2 separate regions of the Mus musculus genome follow, and region 1 is linked to region 2. A link is a contact called in public HiChIP or PLAC-seq data. All regions are on one chromosome and are shown on one strand. Each heading gives the region's core, a stretch centred on a gene start, on an enhancer-like site or on the middle of the called end of the contact. The rest is flanking DNA. Distances are from core to core; before and after follow the strand shown.

Region 1 (4,490 bases), core at 275-2,774, 110 kb before region 2:
TTGTCTTTCACAATACAAAGTTGCGGGGCTGGATTGGGAGGTGTCAGCAGGAGTCATTTTACTTAGGGGTAATCGGAAGCTTCACATTTGAGGTTTTGAAAGGGATGTCTATTTCTGATTCAGGAGCTGGGTTTTTGTAGGTAGTAAGAGAAAAGGGCCCATTGTGAAAACTTCAAGTAACTCATAGGTCTTGCAATGACAAACAGAGCTGAGGTTAAAAGGGAGGAAGGTTAGTGTTAAAACAGCTTAATCAGAACTATAAGGGATGAGGAACAAAGTGCTTACAACTGAGTATGAGATAGCTTAGGAGACATAAGAGCAAAACAGATAGACAGGCCAGTATTGGTGGACTGGCAACAGATAGACGGACCAGTATTGGTGGACTGGCAGGCTATCTTTTGTGAATCTTGTCCTCACTCCTGAGAATGTACGCTGGGAACTATTGCTGTTTTACACATTCTTACTTCTAATGTAGGCAATTATAACAGACTAAGTAAAAATAGTTTCTAAGAAAGCCTCTACTTATGTCAGGAAAGAGACCCAGAACTGATTTATAAATCAGGAGTTAATAAGAACATCTGTAGCTGTTCTCTGATGGCTGTGAGGAACAAAAAGAGCTTAGTGTGATTAACAGCACTGAGACACCTACAGGATTGGAGGTAGCAACACTAGCCAGTAATTACTAACTAGCAGACAGTTAAGGCCCACAACTTTTAAAGCTGAAGTCAGAGATGGACAAAGCAGGATTGGGGGCTTCAACTACCTGTCACTGGTGAACTTCATGTAAACAGATTATGGATAATCTCTTTGGTTGAGACAGGACATGCCTAGAGCAAATGGGCCCCCAGTGGCTCAAGCCTGTGATAGCCCAGTGGACTAACCAATCTCATAGTGATTATCTCATCTCTTCCCCAGTTTTTACCACAGTTCTAGAAAAATCACAAGACAAAATAATTCAACGTTTCCTCTCTTGGCATCTCTTCCACTTTTGGGACTTCCTTTTAACTTTCATTTAAATTTACTTTAATATCTTTTAACAAAGCTTGTGTTTGCTTTGCTTGCTCCTATGAGTGTCCATGTCCTTAATAATATTTGGTAAGAGAGTGAACTCAGAAGCTACTGTTCCAGGTTGGCCTTTGGTAGCAGTGAGTGTCTGGCATCCTGTATTAAGCACAATTGTGTGGTAAGAGTGCCTGTCACTATAAAATACCCTGAAATGTTACCATCCTTGTAATGATCTCATGGGTTACTGTCTTTGGAGTACCAAAACTGATTGTGCCATCTGCCATAGGCATTTTAGTGGCCCACACTTGCTCTTGCTTCAGGAGACACCTGCACAGTGCTTTTCCTGGAATCAACCTCAGTATCTTAGTATTGAGTGCCTCAGTCATTGCAGCAGTCCATGTATCTGTTGTTTCTGTAATACTCATATTTGCCTTCAGAGTTTTGAGAGTATTGCCTCTTCTAGGTTTGAGACTTATCAAAGCTGTTTTTGGCAGGATTGCCTGTCCATTTTTATTTGTTTAATCCTTATCTTGAATTCAGTCATGGCCAAAAGAACAATCACTTGTCCCTGTCTTTGTCCTGTACATCATAAGCAGTATCAACTTACTCTCTCACTTAAAGACTTCATTGATGCTATGGGCAGTACTTATAGAATCCTGGCCTATAATTTAATGTATTTAATCCCAGCACTCAGAAGACAGAGGTAAATGGATCTCTGAGTTTGATGTGATCTTTCTGTATGGAGCTCACGTTTTATGGTTCCTGTTTAGAAAAGGTGAAAACTAAGGAGAGGTGGAAGTTTTAGTTAATAATTGCTTTGATATTGATTAACTCATTTGGCAATGGGTGTGTGTGATAGAACAAGGTTAATTGGTGTACACTAAGTTATATTTAGGATAAGTAGGTTAAACATCTGTAAATGACTATAGATAGCTATAAAGTATTAAAAAGCTAGAAGATTTTGAATGTTTCACCAAAAATAAAAAAAAAAATAAAAAATTGAAGCAATAGATATGCTTACTCTGGTATAATATTTCACAATGTAGACATCTATTAAAACATCATTTTGGGGCTGGATGGATGGCTCATTGGTTAGGAGCACTGGCTGCTTTTCGACAGGATCTAGTTTTAGTCCCCAGCACCCATATGGCAGCTCACAGCTATCTCTCATTGAGTGCTAGGGAACCTGACACTCTTGTGTAGCCTACATGGGCACTGCATTCATCTGATACATACACATACATGCAAGCAAAACCACCATACACATAAAATGTTTTTTATCAAATCACATTGCACTCCAAATGTATGTAGAGTTTAGTTGTCATTTACAGTAAAAGTAAATGCATAAATAACAGGATAAAGTTGGCTGTGGGCTCTATGTGAACTGTATCTTTTCAATTTTTTTTATAAATCTGAAAGTATTATAAAGTAAAATATCTGTTTAAATCAATTTTTATCTTTTTTCCAAACTTAGATTAATCGTTTTCTAGTTTCTTCTTGATTGGCCATACTTTATTTCATCGTCCATTGATAAAATTAGAATGTAAAAGTATACAGTTGTAATTTTGAAAGTCCCTGAGAGTCAGAAACTATTGGATTGGATTTTTCTTGACTTCCTTCCTTCCTTCCTTCCTTCCTTCCTTCCTTCCTTCCTTCCTTCCTTCCCTCCCTCCCTCCCTCCCTCCCTCCCTCCTTCCCTCCCTCCCTCCCCCCTCCTCCTCTTCCTCCTCCTCCTCCTCCTCCTCCTCCTCTTCCTCCTCCTCCTCCTTCTTCTTCTTCTTCTTCTTCTTCTCTCTCTCTCTCTCTCTCTCTCTCTCTCTCTCTTCTTGTCAGGGTCTTGTGTAGAACTGGCTGTCCTAGAACTCACTCTGTAGACCAGGCTGGCCTCAAACTCAGAAATCTGCCTGCCTCTGTCTCCCTAATGCTGGGATTAAAGGTGTGTGCCACCACTGCCCAGGTCTTCTCTTCACTTACTTACAGGCTCAGATTAGGCTGCTCTTCATTTTGGGTAGCCCCAGTGGCTAAGTGAGAATGTTTTCCTGAGGGTCTATATAAATGGGCTGCTAGTGTTCTCATGGAATTTTGGTATAGGGCCTCACAATGAGCTCCCTTCACCTTGTAGCAGGCCCAGTTCTTGTCTCTTTGACCATATGCTGCCACCATCAGCCTACATATCAGGATAATATGTCTTTGTCTATACACTCTCCATTTCTTTTATTTATTTATGTGGGGGTGGAGCAGCACATGTCATGCTGTACTTGTGGAAATTAGAAGACGACCTGTGGGATACTAAGAATGAACTAAAGTTGTCAGCTTTGTCCTCAAGTCACTTCATACACTGAATCGTCCGGCCCATCCTTTTCTTACTATCGTATTATCTGTTTGTTTGGTTTTTTTTAAGACTATCATTATATAAGTGTGGTGTAGGACTGAATTTCTTATATGATCTTAACAGCTGATTGCTCTCAAGTAGATGTCATTCATAAGCCTGCTTTCTCATCTGTAGAATAAGAACATTGAACTGAATGAGGTTTTGATCATAGATTAGTAACTCTTTTCTTGGTGTGTGTGTCTGCACATGCATGAGTGCATTCCAACACATATTATGTGCAAATCCAACCAAGCGAGAAGGGTGTGATGATTTTAGAATATTGACCCCTAAATTTAGGGAAAGGATCTAATTGGAGCACAGAAAAGACAAAATATGAGGAAAGCAAGATAAGTATTAAAAGCAAGATAAGCATTAATAGTTGTTAGTATTTCTCAGTATTTTCCAGAATATCACACTTTATGTTTAATAGGTTAAAGGTTTAGCCTTGAGATATTTGGTATGTAGAAGAAAGCTGTAGTTAGCTTTTTTTTTTTTTTTTTTTTTTTTTTTTTTTAACAATTCTTGGTTAAATGTACAGTTTAAATTTTTCTTAGCAGGATTAGGAGAATGTTTTTATTCTTAGGAAATACACACTGAAATATTAAAGAATAAAGGACTACATACTCAGGAGGTTTCAATAATATGTAAATATATAATAAGTATCAACATATTTATATATATATATTCTTTTTTATGTCAACATATGATCCTGGATTCTTAGTGTTATCATTTGCGTTGTTGCTCAAATTGACTCATCTATGGTTAATGGTCACACTCTTATATAGTGTTTCTATACTGTCTTAATTTCAAATGAAAGGCAACTGAGAACTTGTGATGGTGTGAATTATCATTGATTTAAATGACCAGTTTTGCTTATCTTGAAAATTGAAGTTTCATGAATGAGTTATCTTTTTTCATTTTTTTATAGAGTCAAGGTGAATTTTGGGACATGGCCACTGCTTCACCAAGATCTGACACTAGTGATATCCACAGTGGAAGGTTACAGTTAAAGGTAACGGGTAAGTGATTTTAATAATAATGTAGCATTGTGATGGTTAGATGAAATTGGATTTTGCATGCATAATTAGGCAAATATATTTCATAAGTGATGCTC
Region 2 (3,945 bases), core at 1,073-3,572:
CTCTCCCTCATAGTTACAGTGGGCCTTCTCCACTCACACCTAGCAGCACCATGCCCCCTCCCTTTTTTAAATATAATATACCTTCTACCTTCTAGTAATCAGAAAAGTAGAAACACTTGTAAGATACTTAAGTATATGTACTGATAGATGGTGCAAAATGCCAGCTAGGAAGGTGAAGGAGAAAGGGCTACAGATGTATTTCTGTAAATGTTTGCAATTCTATTTTAATTTTCCCCCCTTTCAATGTCCAGTACTGAACACAGAGCCTTGTTTGTGCTAGGCATTTAGTACTTTATAACTGAACTATGACCTCAGCCAAACATTGCAATCCTAACCTGGATAATGGCCAGAGAAGGCTTCACTCAGAACTTTTGAGTTAATACCCAAAGAAGCGAGTCATGAGGGGTGTTAGGGACACAGCATTTTGTGTAGAGTAAAATAAACATGCAAATTTTTGCTCTGGAAAAGTAGATGGAAATCTATGACCATTAGGGAAGAGGAAGTAAAAGGTAAGGGACAATGATAAGTTAGGTGGCTAGCAGTGCAGTTTCTCTTCCCACTGTAAGGATTTTGAATGTTTGCTTTATATGACTAGGTCATATCTAATTTACATCTTATTTTGGATCCTTCTATGTCCAAAGTAGACTAAAGGTGAGCATGGTTGACCTACGAGAGGCAATCTCTTGAAGGAAACAAACTCACTTTCTCCCAGCAGTTTTCAGTTGCTACTACATTACTAATATACAGCTAAGAGTGAGACTTTATACCTATTGCCCCTCTCCATGCTGAGAATTTGTCCAACCTGAGCTTTTGCAGGTCATTCCAGGCTGTCAAAGTTGCAGTGAGCTCACATTTAAAACTGCCCAGAAGACTCTAGCTCTTACATTCTTTGCTTTCTGTCTTCTTTAATGATCACTGCTGGGTCTTGGAAGGAGGGGGCATGATGCAACTATCCCATTTAGGGGTATGCTTTCCTTAGTCTCACCCTCTGTGCCTTGGACATTTGCGGGACTCTGTTCACCACGGCTGCAAACAGAAGCTGCTCTGATGAGAGCGGAGAGGTGCATTAATCTATGAGTTTAACGAAAAGCCATTAGGAGCTGACTTGATACTCTGTCCATTGAGCAGAATATTTATAGTAGATTCTCCCCTGGGTCTGTGACCTGCCTAGCTGTTGTTTTTGCCTCGATAATAGTGCCAGGTATGGATTTCATTTTGTGGAGTGGAGTGGAACTTAAATCCAATCAGAAAGTGGTGAGTTATTTCCATGATATTCCTGCCACTATTGCACAAAGGGCATGTCTTTCCAGGCTGCTCATCACTGGCGCTCTAGGGTTCACTGCTGGGTAAGACTGAGATGACCTTTCTCCTCTGGAAGCTTACATATCACATTCCATTCTTTAGTCCTTTCTATTGAGTGTCCCCCCCCCCCCCCGCCTTTTTCCCCTCACCAATGTAAGTGAAGTAACTTTTGTAATACTGTTCGTTTGTCTTTGTTGATTTTTATCCCATTTTTTTCCAGCAGATATTTTAAATTTTCATTCAATAGAAGGATGTGACTTTGAGTACCCATCACCATAGGCATTTTGAGATTAGCATAATCTGATGACTTTAGGCAAATTGAACAACTGTTTACCTACCACATTTCACAGTATTTTCTTGCACCATTCTTATGAAAAGGCACGTGGCGCTAAACACATAACAAAGCTTTTGTGACGACCAAATAAAATAAATATATATTAAATAAAATAAGCATGTAAAATTACTCTGGGAAGGTGTACGCTCTACAGAAGGATGCTTAAGAGCTGGCATTTCACACTATTTCCTTGTCCAGATCTGTTTTCTTTCTTTATTTTTTTAAGGTTTATTTGTTTTGCTTTGCATGTATGAATGTTTTGCTTGCATGTTTGTACACACACACACACACACACACACACACACACACACACACATACACACACACCTGCCTGCTGCCTTGGGGAGATCAGAAGAGAATGCCAGATCCTCTGGAATGTGCTAGATGTTTGTGAGCTACAAACCGGGAACTCTGCAAGAGCAACAAGTGCTCTTCACTTCCGAGCCCCCCCCCCCTCCCCCCCAGACCAGATCAGATATTTTACTGCCTAAAGTCAATTACGGGTTTTGTAAGAATTCTTTAAAAGGTCAGCGGGTTGAGGCGCAGCAAAGAAAACTGGGAGTGAAAATGGGTTGAAATGGGTTGGGCAGCAAGCTCCCTATCAAAAGCAAAACTTCACCTTGGTCCCGCCCACAAGCTCCGCCCTCGCCCCTCCGCTCCGGGACTCCGCCCACGAGCCCCGCCCCTCCGCGGTCCAGCCCTCAGGTTCCAGTAAAGCCCCTGCGGTCCTGCCGCCTTGCGGTGCTCCTCGCTGGCTCTCCACCCTCACTCGACTTCTGCGGCGATATAGCACGTGAGTGCGTGACTTTTCCCAGCTCCGGAGCCGTGTGTCCCAGCCCAAGCCTGCAGCCTCCCGGGAAGCGGGCCGGTCCCGGGCGGGAAGACTTAGGGCCCTCAGGCTTCCATGGCCCGTCCCTCCGGGCCCCGGGCGCTGGAAGTGCTCCGTGGGTTTCCGGTGCCCACTCTGGGGACTCCCGAGTGTCGCGTGCTGGGTCCGCGGCCCGTGGAAGTCCGGGGCTGGGGGTCAGCCTGGGGGCCGCGAGCGCCTCCTGGGCCTGCGGCTCGCGCACCTGAAGAACCCTGCCGGGGATCCGCGGGCCTCGAGTGGAAGGGCAGGGTGGGGCGAAGGGTTACAGCCCCGAAATCTCGGTCCCGCTCAGCGGGGAAAGATTGGTGAACCAGACGAACCGGTCGTGTGGGGGAACGGTGGAGGAAAGGCTGCGTGCTGAGGGAAAAGGTGCTACTGAATTCGGTGCAAAGCTGGGCCTGGGTGAAGTCCTAGCAAGCTCCTGCACCTGTGTCCAGGGCTTTGGGCTCACTGCACACGCGACGCGAAGGAAGGGCAGTGCCACTTACTTGTTTTGCAGTCAGAAACTTGAGAGCATAGTGACCGTTAGTGTTGGCGCTAATGCACTTGACTGCGATCAGCTTTTGTTTCTTTCTGTTGTGTTTGTGGCCGCCAATAATCAGAGGGTGAAGTAGGATTAAAATAACCAGTGGTTTGCAGTGACCCACAACCTCTGTGTTAAGACCATTTTTATATATAGTTAGCTCACAACAAGCATAAATGCGACTATTATCTTTTTCACTCCTCAGGAAACTGGAATTAATTTATGAAACTTGGCACCTCTGAAAGTGGTAGCATTAGGTTTCGATTGTGGTCTGTACTTTTTTTTTAATACTTTACGATTTACAAAAGTAAGTGAATCTTATTTCACAAGAAAGGCAGTGACTATCTGTCTAGTTTCAAGTATGTTCTGAGGTTTTGTTATCTGTCTAACCTTTGGGTGGGATGCCCAACCCTTTATGGTGTGTTTCTACATTTGTAAAATGGATATAGCACTGATGTGTCAGAGTGGTGAGGGCTAAATAAAATGTTTGTAGATCACTCATCGAAGTGTCTGATACATAAATAACGATAAGATAAATGATGATGGTAGTTGTAGTGACAACAGTGGATTCTCAGAATCTATCTGCTTTTCAACACTCCCCCTCACCCTGCCCCCTCTGTTTTGAGAATATTTTTTAAAAGGCGGCCCCTTTTGGCTGATGAGTTGAAAAATGCACCCCACTCGAGCCTGAAAATCTAGTGCCTCATCTCCAAGATTGGACCATGCAGAAGCTCTCTTAATGAGACAAAACTGAATTTCTGGTTTTTAGATTAAAACACGCCTGGCACAGGAAGGGAAGGAAGTACTGTCTTTCAGAATCTCTTCTCTGATCTATCCCCTAAAGCTGACGTCTAGAATTGGGGGAGCAAAATTATTCATTGCCTCCAAAGGCATGTTGATAATTGGACATCTCTTTTA

The links. HiChIP or PLAC-seq counts read pairs in DNA pulled down with a chosen protein or histone mark.
Region 1: a contact with region 2 is called in a BATF HiChIP or PLAC-seq map of CD8 T cells, with 14 read pairs. The contact joins the enhancer-like site here to the promoter of Cpne3 in region 2. A contact is called at or near these places in 2 of 39 promoter capture datasets (the C10 cell line and pre-B cells), 4 of 484 Hi-C or Micro-C datasets (the G1E-ER4 cell line, Th2 cells, nephron progenitors and 1 more), 2 of 115 datasets of contacts at active chromatin or transcription factors (CD8 T cells and stem cell-derived neural progenitor cells) and 3 of 9 other capture datasets (adipose tissue, liver and pancreatic islet).

What each region holds. Positions count from the first base shown.
Region 1 is chr4:19,678,250-19,682,739 of GRCm38.p6, reverse strand. It overlaps Wwp1 (WW domain containing E3 ubiquitin protein ligase 1), which reads left to right. Exons shown (of 25, transcript NM_177327.5): 3 at 4,305-4,395. The coding sequence starts at 4,326. Among named protein-coding and RNA genes, the nearest start is that of Wwp1, 29 kb to the left of the region's middle. Within about 2 kb of position 1,524, at least 13 of the 459 cell types and tissues checked have an H3K27ac peak or open chromatin away from gene starts, as enhancers often do. A contact at or near this core is called in CD8 T cells and liver, where this site is marked.
Region 2 is chr4:19,568,485-19,572,429 of GRCm38.p6, reverse strand. It overlaps Cpne3 (copine III), which reads left to right and starts at 2,322. Exons shown (of 16, transcript NM_027769.3): 1 at 2,322-2,429.